4 separate regions of the Mus musculus genome follow, and regions 2, 3 and 4 are each linked to region 1. A link is a contact called in public ChIA-PET and promoter capture Hi-C data. All regions are on one chromosome and are shown on one strand. The core of a region is the stretch at or near the end of the contact, and the rest is flanking DNA. Distances in the headings are between cores, read along the strand shown. Region 1 holds the start of Zfp777 (zinc finger protein 777). Region 2 holds the start of Gimap5 (GTPase, IMAP family member 5). Region 3 holds the start of Gimap4 (GTPase, IMAP family member 4). Region 4 holds the start of Repin1 (replication initiator 1).

Region 1 (2,767 bases), core at 106-2,605:
TCCGTTTTTTTACTGAGAGCTTCATATTGCCCGGTTGCCTTCTAAGACAAGCTCCAACCCAGACACCCCCGGGGTTCTATGAAGTGAAAAAATTATTCTGGCTTTTCCTCTAGGTTCCAGTTGGGGTTCATTCATCCCTAACTGTAACCAGGACACCTGCTCAGACTTATTTTTCTTTTTTCATTCCATTCCCAAATCTTGGCAGCTCCTGCAAATTCAGTAAACGTGCGATTCACTGAACCTGTCCAGGAAAGAGGGTTCTCTCTCATGGTTGGAAAGAGTACAAGGGGGCGAAAACTGCAACTTGGGATCAGCAAGCCACTCCCGGCTCGGCCTCAGTTTCCTCCTAAGTAGCCCGTCTAGCCCCTTCCAACCCGTGCCCTCAAAGATTCCAGGAATTCTGTCCTTTCTGGCCGAAAACAACACTGAGGCTTTTCACAAAGCACTCCCACCCCCACCCCTCGCTCCCCTTGGATCCACAGCCCGCGTCCCTGGAACCCGGGCTGCACTGCGCTGGTCACATGAACTCCGGCTTTCTGTGGTGTGACGGCTCTCTCCGATCCCTTTGTGAGCGCAGGTTTTGAAAGCCAACGACCGGGTTCTGGGTTTGAGACGCGCAGGCGGCCGCGGGCGGAAGGCTGTCGGAGCCCATCGGCCCGCCTCCAGACCCAGCGCGCCGCGCGCCCGGGATTCCGCTCCGCCGCCTCCGCCGCCGCCGCTGCCCGCCGCTGCCCGCCGCGGCCTGGCCCGAGGGCGCCGGGCCGCCAAGACGCCAGGTGAGCCGCGAGGGACCGGGAGCCGCGACGGGCTCAGGGCGTGTCCGGCGCCGAGGCGGCCCGCGCCTCACTGTTCGCTCCTACCGGCTGTAGATGGAGCTGTCTGGGTTCCGGCCGCCTCCGACGAGCCTCCGAGCGCTCCTCTTGAAACGCCTGAGAGGGACATGCCTCCCAGGATGCAGTTTGTAGCAACATGGCAGCTGCGGTGCAGCTCCCCTGCTGAAGAGGCGCCGGGACGGCCGCGCAGCTCGCAGCCGGGACCCGGGCCGCAGCCGGGGTCGCAGCGTCGGCCGCTCGGGGCGGGCGAGCGCGCCGGGGGCGGCCGCAGAGCGCTGGGGCCCAGCTCGCCGCCCGGGCGCAGCCCGCACAGCCGCGCTCCGACGCCGCCACCGCCGCCACCGCCGCCCGCGCCCGCCCGCCGAGCACAGCCCCGAGCAGGCCGGGGCCCGACGGCCGCGCAGCCCCGGCGGGTGAGGCCAGGCCGCGCCGCACTGCCAGCCCGCCCACGGCGCCGGGCCTGCGTGGGGCTGCGCGCGGCGGCGGCGGCGGCGGCGGGGACTCGCACGGCGCGGGCCGGGCGGCGCGGGGCCATGGCCGAGGCGGCCCCGGCTCGGGGGAGGGCAGCCCGCGCGCGCACGGACGCGCGGCCTCGGGGCCCCGGGGACAGCCTGCGTGCTCCGGGCTCGGTGGCCCGGCCTGGGGTCTCGGTAAGGGCCGGGCGCGGCGACGTTAGCGGGGAGGGGGCGCCCTGGCGGGCTCGCGCGCCCCCTGGGGGGGAGGACGGCCGGGGCGGGCGGGAGCGGCGGCCGTCCGTGCGAGGCTGCGCGGCCGCACGGCTCCCGGACACGCGGCCCGAGGTGGGGCGCGGGCGGCGCGCTCGCTCCCTGGCTGCGGAGCCGGCGCTGCGTCCGTCGGGGTGGCCAGCGGCACGTTTTCCGCAGAGCTCGGCCCCGCGGAACGGCTCCCGGCCTGGGCGCGGTGCTGACGCGGCTCTCCCATTTCGCAGAGCGGAGACACTGAGGCACGGACACCCGGCGGCGACCTGCCCTGCCTGCCCCAAGGTCACGTAGCGAGTCGGCCCGGGCTAGGTGCCCGCAGTCCCGTAGAGGCCTGCCCAGCGTGCCGCGGGCCTGGACGGGGAGGGGTGGCGCTGGCGGCGGCTTCGCCAGGGTGGGCGGCCTGGGCTAGCCGAGCACTGGCTGCGGCCCGTCGGGGGAGGAGGGGAAGGCCGGGCAGCGCCCAGCCCAGCGACTCCGGTGTGGGGAGCAGTGTGATCCATAGCCTCTGCGTCAGGAGCACCCCGAGTCAAACTTGGGGTACGGATAAATGGGGTCTGGCGAATGAGAGCCTAAGAGGTTGATGTTCTTCCGAGGGCCATTCAATAATTAAACGCCCTCCCACCCAACGTGCTCTCTGAGGCACCCTGGCTGTGCTAGGCGGGTTTGCTGCATGGGAGTCCGTGCCTTTGAACCTGTTTCCATGTATACTGGAAGAGATAGGATAGATGGCTTCCTAAAAACCTCGCAGTTCTTAAAATAACAATAACAAAACACCTGGGAAATAAAATGAAGATTTTTTTTTAAACATTCTTACCTCTGGGCTTAGGTCTTCATGGCATGTAATTCTGAGTGAACCATCCTGGGTCATGTAAGAAAATGGCACAGCTTTTGTAAAAAGTCAGATGTGTGTCGTTATGCATGTTTCTAGTATGTTGGCATGGATCCTGGAGCCCCTAATCATTTACCACACAAGGGTGGGGAGGAAAGAGAGACAGGTAGAAGCTGTGAAATGTGGCGCAGAGGAATTCTAACGTTCCTCTCCTGCTAGCAGGTAGCAGCTTGAGAATTTGAGCTTATTCGATTTAGCTGTCTTTGCTTGAGGGTAAGGTCAAGCCACAGGTTTGCTGGAGCTGATGACATTGTATCAGGACTTGGGGGGGGGGGGGGCTATACCTTATGACCCTTCACCCCTTTCCAGTATTCCAAATCCCT
Region 2 (2,767 bases), core at 132-2,631, 700 kb before region 1:
GGCAACTGACAAGGGTCAGCAGGAAGGCATTACTCAAGGAGAAGGCAGAAGCACAAACCCAAATGTTCATTCTCGTCTGAAAACAGCCAAGCCAGCTTATCAGGACAATTTATTTTACCAAGCAATGAGGACACAGTTCAGTCAGGAAGTTGAGAGAGTCTTTCTTGTCTTCCTTGTTAAGTACCGGCAGGCAACAAGGACGCCTAGGGCAAAGCGCCTGATGCACAAGCTTGGAGACTTGACTCTGAGCACCAGAGCCTGCTTCTGTAATCCCAGCACTATACACAGTGAGGCAGCCTGTGGAGATAGGAGAATCAGCCAGAGGCTGTCAGGCCAGCTAGCCCAGGGTGTGGCAGAAACAAGAGAGAAGCCGTTTCCACCAAGCAGAAGGGTAGAAATGACTTCAGAAAGCTGTCCTCTGATCTCCACAAGTCTCCAGTGGCACCAGTGTATTTCCTCACACAACTAAAACCAAAACAAACATTTTCACTCGCATCTGCTCCACCCATCTGCCCCTCCCCTGTTCCTTTATGTCCAGGTACTAAGAGTCACAGGGCAGGTTAGTAGGCAAGAGTCCTGGAAATAGTACCCTCTACTGTAAAGTTCAGCTGACAACGAGGGTGTTCATACACATCTAAAACATAATACTGTTAACATACCACAGCTTCTTGGGGTATGTTAAGGGAAGGTGTGGGATACCTGGCCATGAAGAATGGGGTGGTTTTCAGACAAGATTCTAAGGTAGAATTCACTGACCTGTCTTTCAGGGAAGGGCTAGACCATATAGGAAGGAACATAGAGGTTTCACTCTGGCTTGTAGAGCCTTAAGAACTCATCCTGCCCTCCTTCAGATGAGGTCTATCTGGCCTAGTAGGCTTTGGGGAGTCTGGGATAAAATGAAGAAATGTGCTCCACCTGCTGGGGGAGCTTGGGAAAGCCTGTGGCTCGGACTTTAATTACTCCTCCATCAAAAAACCATCACCTTTGTTAACTGAGGGTTTCAGAAAGGCGCAGATGGTGAGATGGAAAGCCTAGGGCCTAGGGATGATGGCATGGAAATTTCAGGGCTCTGTCCCACTCTATGCTGTCGCCGACCCTCAATTCACTGCTCTTTCACTGTCCAGGAAACCCAACACACCAAGCTCACCCGAGTGCACAGCGGCTCCCTGGCTCCCAAGCGGCTGTCAGCGCCCTGGCGGGTTCCTCTTTACCCTTACAGGTATGCGGTGGGCCTGTGCCTGCTGAGCAGTGCTCTCACAGAACAGCTACATGCAGAGCCATGAATCCAGAGTCCGAAGGCAGGAAAAGAAAGCCCATGGTGACGGAATACACACTGCCCTGCAGACTATATCCCCTCGGGTAGGTGGAAAGGCCTTGAACATTTGCCAGAACACAGTGAAACTGCTTTAGTCAATGACCACTTCCTGTGGAAAGCCTCCCGGCCCTACTCATTTCCCCTTCAGGGGGTGTTGAGGGCACAGTTCTCGGAGCCTGAGAAGTGGAAGACAGCCACCCTTTTCAAGAAAGCCCATGTGTGGCTGGAAAGTGCTGCGTCCCAGGTTCCCCATCAGCACCCAAGCTGAGCATCTGCACTTCCCCAAGCTCCTGGGGTCTCATGTCACAGGCTCTGCATTCAGAACTCCTAAAGAGGGACAGAAAAGCAGCACTGGCCCCGGAGAACCCGGACTGCCCCCTCTCAAAGAGCAGCTAAGCTCAGACAGGAGACCCGGTACTGGCTACCCCTTCTTTGCTATTTGTTGACACAGCCATAGGTGGTCATTGTACAGTTTCTCGCCTATGGAATGTCCAGATGGGCAGGGTGAAGTATTTCTTTACCTTTGTACCTGTTAAGTTTAAGCCTTGAACATAATACACAGTGCTGGCTTATGCAAGGTGATTCTCATCTCAGAGAATTCCCCCATGATGCTTTCTATTGTCAGGAAAGTATACTTGGCTCTCTGTTGTGAACACTAGGGTTTCAAGGGGTCTAGGGAGGTGACATTCTAAGAGACTGCACAGAAAGTGGGGGGGGGGGGGGAGGAAGGAAGAGAGATGAAAGGAGGGAAGGACAGTTAGTTTAAAGCTAGGTAGATAAAGCCCTCTGCTTGTATTTTTAAGAGAAGACATAACTGAAGTTAAGCATGGTGGCTTATTCTTATCCTAGTTTGTCAGGGGATTGCAGCAGGATTGCCTTGAGTTAGAAGCCAGCCTAAGCCACTGTGTGAGTCAGTCTAATAAAAAGCCTTAGCCTCAAGAAGATGTAGCAGCATCCTTTATTAGTGTCTCTGTCCTTTATCTTAAACTCAGTAGCGACCAGCTGTGCCTGCTAGTTGCTAGAGCTTGTTATGTCCTTAGGGCAAGAGGAAGGTCTGCAACCGAGAGGGCCCTGCAGTCAGGCTTCAGCTGAAGCTAGATCCCTACATTCCCAGGGTGCTAGGGAGGTTCTGGATGTTTGCAATTCAAAGAGAGGCTGCTGTGAGCACAAGATCCTCCCACTCTTCAACTCAAAACAGTTTTTTGTTTTTGTTTTTGTTTTGTTTTGTTTGTTTGTTTTTTTTTGTTTGTTTTTTGTTTTTTTTTTAAAGATGTACATCTCAAGGCAAAGGCAAAGAGGGAGAACAAAAGGTCCTAAGAGGTTTGGGTTTCATTATTATCATCATCATCATTATTTTTTTTATTATTTTTAAGAAAGAAAGGAAAAGAGAATTCCGAGTGATGGTTCTGTCCCATTGAAGAGATTTTTTCCCCCATTTTGATTTTTATTCAA
Region 3 (2,767 bases), core at 193-2,692, 640 kb before region 1:
GCTGGGGCTGCTCTGCCTCTACTTCCTGAGATGCTCTCTCCAATGGCTCTCTCCTGCAGCAGTGCCAACCTGAGACTCCACTTTTGAGATCACTTGCTTTTGCTGTAACTGCACAGCAGCATTTCCTCATCGAAGACATGATTGTAACACGAAATCATTTTTTAGCATATGACTGTCTCCTCTTTGACTCTGTGACAGGAAACTTTCCAGGCACAGACACAGCACTGGACAAAGGGCGGGTCTCAATTTACTAAACAAGCAAATTGACCTTCTTGGGTCTTTACCTCTCTCTGCTTGGGGGTGGCCTGTGCCACCCAGCCATCCTTCCCTGTTAACCAAGACACAGTTATGTAGAAACACTCAGCTCATTTGAGTGTTTCCTCTACCTAATACACATGAACACATTTGAAAACTCTGGAGCCAACTACAATCAGGACAGGTTGGAATGCTCCTTGGTAAGGACAGAGTCCCCACACAGGGAGCCCTCAGATACAGATGTGAAGCAGAACTCTAGATGCTTCTTTTGAAAGAGGCTTTTTATGCCTGAAGGCCAGGTGGGTGGAAGACAGCTTCTCATAAACTAAAAAGAAACCACAAACTCACACAAAGCATTGGTTCTTAGCACAGACTTGATTTGGTGATTAGCAAGGAGGCCCAGTATCAATGGTAGAAAATTTCTCAAAACTTTCTCGGGGTCGGGGGAGACAGAGGGCACAGGGTGACAGAGGAGCTCTTTAGACTCTAATTCATCTGTAAAACCAGGACCTGTGTTTCTGTAGGTGCAGATTTCATTGACTAAGTCATCCCCGCTCTGCCTATGACCAAACGTCTACTACTGGCTTCAGAACAGTAGCCACAGTAAACATAACCTCCCTACTTAGACCTACCTGGAGGGAGCTCAGCTCTTCTAAGAACTCGGGGGGGAAATAGTTTCCCCAAGAGGCAGGTTCCCTAGGAAGCAGCTTACAGGAAAAAGATAAAGGCTAGTGCTAATCCCAACATTATGGCAGCTTGGGGGAGCTGTGCCAAGCTGAGCCTGTTAGGGATCCTCCGCATCCCTGCCTTCTTCCTGCCTGCTCTCTCCAAGCTAACTCAGTCATTCTCTTCCTGGAAGAGTCACATTTAAAAAAAAAATTTTTTTTTTTTGACCAGTGCAGGAATACTTTCCCTGTAGAAAAAGTGTCCTCCTCAAAGCAGCGAACCCTGAAGCACACAGGAATTTGTAGAACTCAGCCTTCAACTCGGACTACAGCCTAAAATTATCAGGCTGGAAACAGAAGCCAATGAATACAATTCCCAAGAGCAGGTCTGTCAGGAGGTTTACTAGACACAGCTAGTAGAGAGGCCCCTTCCTCACCAAATTCAACACCCACATCATCCATCCCTATTCTCTTACCTGAAAATCTGGGTCCTTTGACCTTCTCTGATTTCGAAACAATACTAAACACCAAGAAAACAGAGTAGCAGAGAGGAAGCGAGGGGGAGGAACTGTGGAAATAGGAGTGTGCAAGGGACCCACCCATCTTCCTAGCAAGCTGCACTGCAGAACGTTCTGCAGTCCTCTTGTTCTGTGTCATCTCATGTGGTACCCATGGGCTGCTGGTAGCTACTTAGCACTTGGAATGTGATAAATCAATAGTCACGTTTTTTCACCACCAGGACTTTAGTTGACTGCAATATGGTCCATCATAGTAAATAACGGTCAGTCAGCTCTTGTTTGGCAGAACAATCTGTAAATGTGAATGACAATGACTTGGCTGGCAGTGATATTGAATCTCCTGTATGTTTGTTTAAGAAATGAGAGAAAGGGGGCTGGTGAGATGGCTCAGTGGGTAAGAGTACCCGACTGCTCTTCCGAAGAACCGGAGTTCAAATCCCAGCAACCACATGGTGGCTCACAACCATCCGTAACGAGATCTGACTCCCTCTTCTGGAGTGTCTGAAGACAGCTACAGCATACTTACATATAATCAATCAATCAATCAATCAATCAATCAATAAAAAAGAAGAAGAAGCCACTAACTTCTGGGCAGCTGAGCTTAAAAAAAAAAAGAAAGAAATGAGAGAAAGAAATAATTGAGTAAGAGAGAAAGAGAGAGAAGAGAGCTCCTTGTTAATAGCATATAAATAGAATCTACTTTTTTTTTTTTAAAGATTTATTTATTTATTATATGTAAGTACACTGTAGCTGTCTTCAGACACTCCAGAAGAGGGAGTCAGATCTCGTTACAGATGGTTGTGAGCCACCATGTGGTTGCTGGGATTTGAACTCCGGACCTTCGGAAGAGCAGTCGGGTGCTCTTACCCACTGAGCCATCTCACCAGCCCCTAGAATCTACTTTTAATTTGGATATTTAGGTATTTTTACATGTCATATAATTCATGATACAGTTGGATTTAAATAGCACATCTATATCATATCTCCTCTCCTCAGGGGTCAGGGCTTATTACAGAAGAGGGGTGAAAAGACTGGAGTCATTGAACACTGCAGTGAAACACTATTTGCTGGATATGACAAGGTCATTTCACACAAAAATTTGCATGGACCAAAACCTCAGTGCTGATGGGGAAGGGCTCATGAACTCTTGCCCTATCTAAGGAGAGCTGTGGGCAATTGATTGCTGCTAGTGTTTGTGTGTGTGTGTGTGTGTGTGTGTGTGTGTGTGTGTGTGTGTGTGTGTGTGTGAGAGAGAGAGAGAGAGAGAGAGAGAAAGAGAGAGAAGTTGTGAAGTTTTTTTCTCAGGAGCACTGCCCCTAAGAGGTTACC
Region 4 (2,767 bases), core at 182-2,681, 550 kb before region 1:
GCTATACCCCACAGGGGAACCCAGATTCCTGAGAGCCTCCTACACAGAGTCAGTTCAGGGGTGGCAGTAAGACTTCCCAGGGACCTTTTCATGTCTGTTCGTGGCCTCTGTCCGGGCAAAACCTCCTGAATTCCTTTACAGCCTGCTCTCTTTTGGGGGACTACAGACATGACTCAACCCCACCAACCCCCAACTCCCACCCCCGCCTGAACCCAGGGAAGACTCCATGATAGGAGAATGGATTCCTTCCCCAGTACATCCCTGTCCTGCAAGTATAGGAGACATGAGCGCTGGAGTTATGGGTTGGTTTGAGGGCACAAGAAAGGCCAAACTCTACCCTGAAGACTGAAGAGCTGGGGGTGAGGCTTTTTCCAGCTCCTTCTGGGGATGTTCCTGGGGAGACTTCGGCTGCTTCGGCCCACACTTCGGTAGCCCCCGGATGACAGAGAAAACTGTAGCAATAAAGACATCCCTATCCCCATGGCAGAGCTCAGACCTCTAACTGCTGAGAGGTCAGCCTTACCTGGGGAAGGGAGAGAAAAGAACGAGTGTGAGGCTCTGCGCTAAGCCAGGGCAGGTTTGTGTCATCACCCAGTCTCTCCCAGATTCAAGGCTACAGAGTTCAGCCTTGAACTCCATACCCAGCCTGGTCGAATGACCTAGCGGACACTGAACTAAATAAAGCATGAGCATGACCCTTTACTGAGGAAGCACAGTGCTGCCTTTGGAGGCCACCTCCTAGCCTGGTAGGGCCCCAGAAGAATAGCCTCCTCCATCTGTTGCAAGGCTCTTTCTCAGTGGCCAAAGGGCTGCCTAGGCAGTAACTCTGGAATCCCTATTGCCTCCCCTTCCCCCACTCTCCGCGCAACATAAATTCCAGGCCTGTCTCCCGAGGGTCTACGCAGGGAGCGCCAGAGTGCCCAGGACTCTCCAGAATTTCCTTGGTCATCTAGGGCAGCCCCGGGTGGCAGCAGGCCCACACACTCCCCCTTTGTATAGATGCGTGTCCTCCGTCCACATTTGCTGGCTCGCTGGACCGGTTCGGACCAGCCAGTGGGCCATCTCGGGTCCCACGCACAGCGCAGCCCGCGGAGCCTGTGCGCAGGTGCGCTCGCCCCGCGCCTCAACACTCCCCCCCCCCTTTCATATTCCGCGCGCGCGCGCGAACCCCACAGCCGCACACACTCACGGTCACGCGCCCCACAGGTGGAGCTGCCCTCGCACGCCCTCGGTGGCCCCTGCGCCCTTACTCGACCCATACCTCTCCCGCGTGCCCTCCAGGGACGCAGCGCCCATCCATAGAGCACCAGGCCGGCCTCTGCGGCCGGTTCCCCGCCCCGCAGCGGCGACAGCGGCAGGTTCGAGTTCACAACTGCCAGGCCCGTCCCCAACCTCCCCCCACGCGCTGGGTTCCCAGCTCCACGTGACTACAGGAGCTGCGGAGGGTCAGTCTCGGCTAGGCGGCCGCGGCCTGGGGGCGGGGCGGGCCAGGTCACCCCGCTGCACTGCCGCTCCGGCACAAGGCCAGGGAGGGCCCCCGGCTCCATCGCCATGGCAGCCACCAGCTCCGGTTTGGCCACCGGCCCGAGCTTCAGTTTCCTAACCCTCTGCCCAGAAAAGGATGCTCGCCCCTGGGCCACCTTGTGGCCAGGCTGTGGTCACTGTGTTTGGTCCACCCTTACTGTCTTTTTCAAAACTCAGAGCCAGAGAGAACTAGACAGGGCACCAACGGTTCTCCTGGCGTCGAGCCTGGGGCTTTGCCCAGTCCGCTCTAGCTTAGGGCTGGAACACAGCACCACGGCAACAGAGCGCATCTGGATGAAGAATGAATGGCCCGCAACTGTGAATTCTGCAAGGCCCTCTATTCCCACAACTAAGATCCGGAGTGGCCTAAGCTCTAGAGATGCAGGCCGGGCCCAGGTGGCTGTTGGCACAAATGGGTCGTTTACCCTTGGAAACGCACAGCAGCCAGTGTGGCGTCTGCGGAGGCAGGTGCAAGCCTGTGGCCATGACTCACCACCCACTAGCAGGTGGCCTTGGCTTTCCAAAAGAACCCCATCTTGGAACTTCCAGACCAGTGCAATTTCGTGTCCTTTCATGCTTTCAACAGAGACAAGCTTTGAATTGTACAATTATTTTAAAAAAAAACACTTTTAAAATCTCTCCCAAGGGCCATCTAGCCCTCTCATATATTAGCCTCCTAAAGCCAATTACATTCGGTGTTTGACATACTCGAGTGTTCTGAATAGTATTTTATATTGGGGAAGCCTGGGTTATCCCTTGCAACTGTACATGCTGGCTCTTCACTTAAGATATTGTAAGTTTTCTCCCATTTCGTTGTTCTCTTATATATTATATTAAAACATATATATATATATATATATATATATATATATATATATATAGTTTAATGGCTGTATAAATATGCAAATCGATTACATATTTTTCCTATGTCCTTATAGATTAATGTCTCATTACCCATGTCCAGGTTCAAACTTTTGGAGGTAGAAACAGATGGTCAAAGACAAGATTCATCAGTTATCCCTGAGAAATGACCATTTTTTTCCATTTCCTTGACAACATGGGCTATTTTCCCAAATTTAATTAAAATGACTGTTTGCTTCAATTTTTGCTTCTTGGGTTGCTGGTTTCCTGACTTGTTTGTTTTGTGTGATTTTTTTTTTAAACCAGTTTATGCTATGACTACTGAGAATTTATCTTTGCCTGACTTTCTATTTGCTCACTTTCAAGGCTGGGAAGTTGGGAT

What was found. ChIA-PET counts read pairs in DNA pulled down with a chosen protein or histone mark. Capture Hi-C pulls out chosen DNA fragments and counts their contacts.
Region 2: an RNA polymerase II ChIA-PET map of memory CD8 T cells shows a contact between it and region 1, with 14 read pairs. The contact joins the promoter of Gimap5 here to the promoter of Zfp777 in region 1.
Region 3: a contact with region 1 is called in an RNA polymerase II ChIA-PET map of memory CD8 T cells, with 13 read pairs. The contact joins the promoter of Gimap4 here to the promoter of Zfp777 in region 1. A contact is called at or near these places in 1 of 39 promoter capture datasets (the C10 cell line) and 1 of 115 datasets of contacts at active chromatin or transcription factors (memory CD8 T cells).
Region 4: a contact with region 1 is called in a promoter capture Hi-C map of adipose tissue. The contact joins the promoter of Repin1 here to the promoter of Zfp777 in region 1. A contact is called at or near these places in 2 of 39 promoter capture datasets (cranial neural crest and frontonasal cranial neural crest), 1 of 484 Hi-C or Micro-C datasets (embryonic stem cells), 2 of 115 datasets of contacts at active chromatin or transcription factors (astrocytes and neural tube) and 2 of 9 other capture datasets (adipose tissue and embryonic stem cells).

Annotation. Positions count from the first base shown.
Region 1 is chr6:48,046,702-48,049,468 of GRCm38.p6, reverse strand. It overlaps Zfp777 (zinc finger protein 777), which reads left to right and starts at 1,355. Exons shown (of 6, transcript NM_001081382.1): 1 at 1,355-1,483. The coding sequence starts at 1,367.
Region 2 is chr6:48,744,811-48,747,577 of GRCm38.p6, reverse strand. Gimap5 (GTPase, IMAP family member 5) reads right to left here and starts at 1,381. Exons shown (of 3, transcript NM_175035.5): 1 at 1,148-1,381.
Region 3 is chr6:48,683,253-48,686,019 of GRCm38.p6, reverse strand. It overlaps Gimap4 (GTPase, IMAP family member 4), which reads right to left and starts at 1,442. Exons shown (of 3, transcript NM_174990.4): 1 at 1,397-1,442.
Region 4 is chr6:48,592,547-48,595,313 of GRCm38.p6, reverse strand. It overlaps Repin1 (replication initiator 1), which reads right to left and starts at 1,431. Exons shown (of 3, transcript NM_001079901.1): 1 at 1,262-1,431; 2 at 338-523. The coding sequence starts at 482.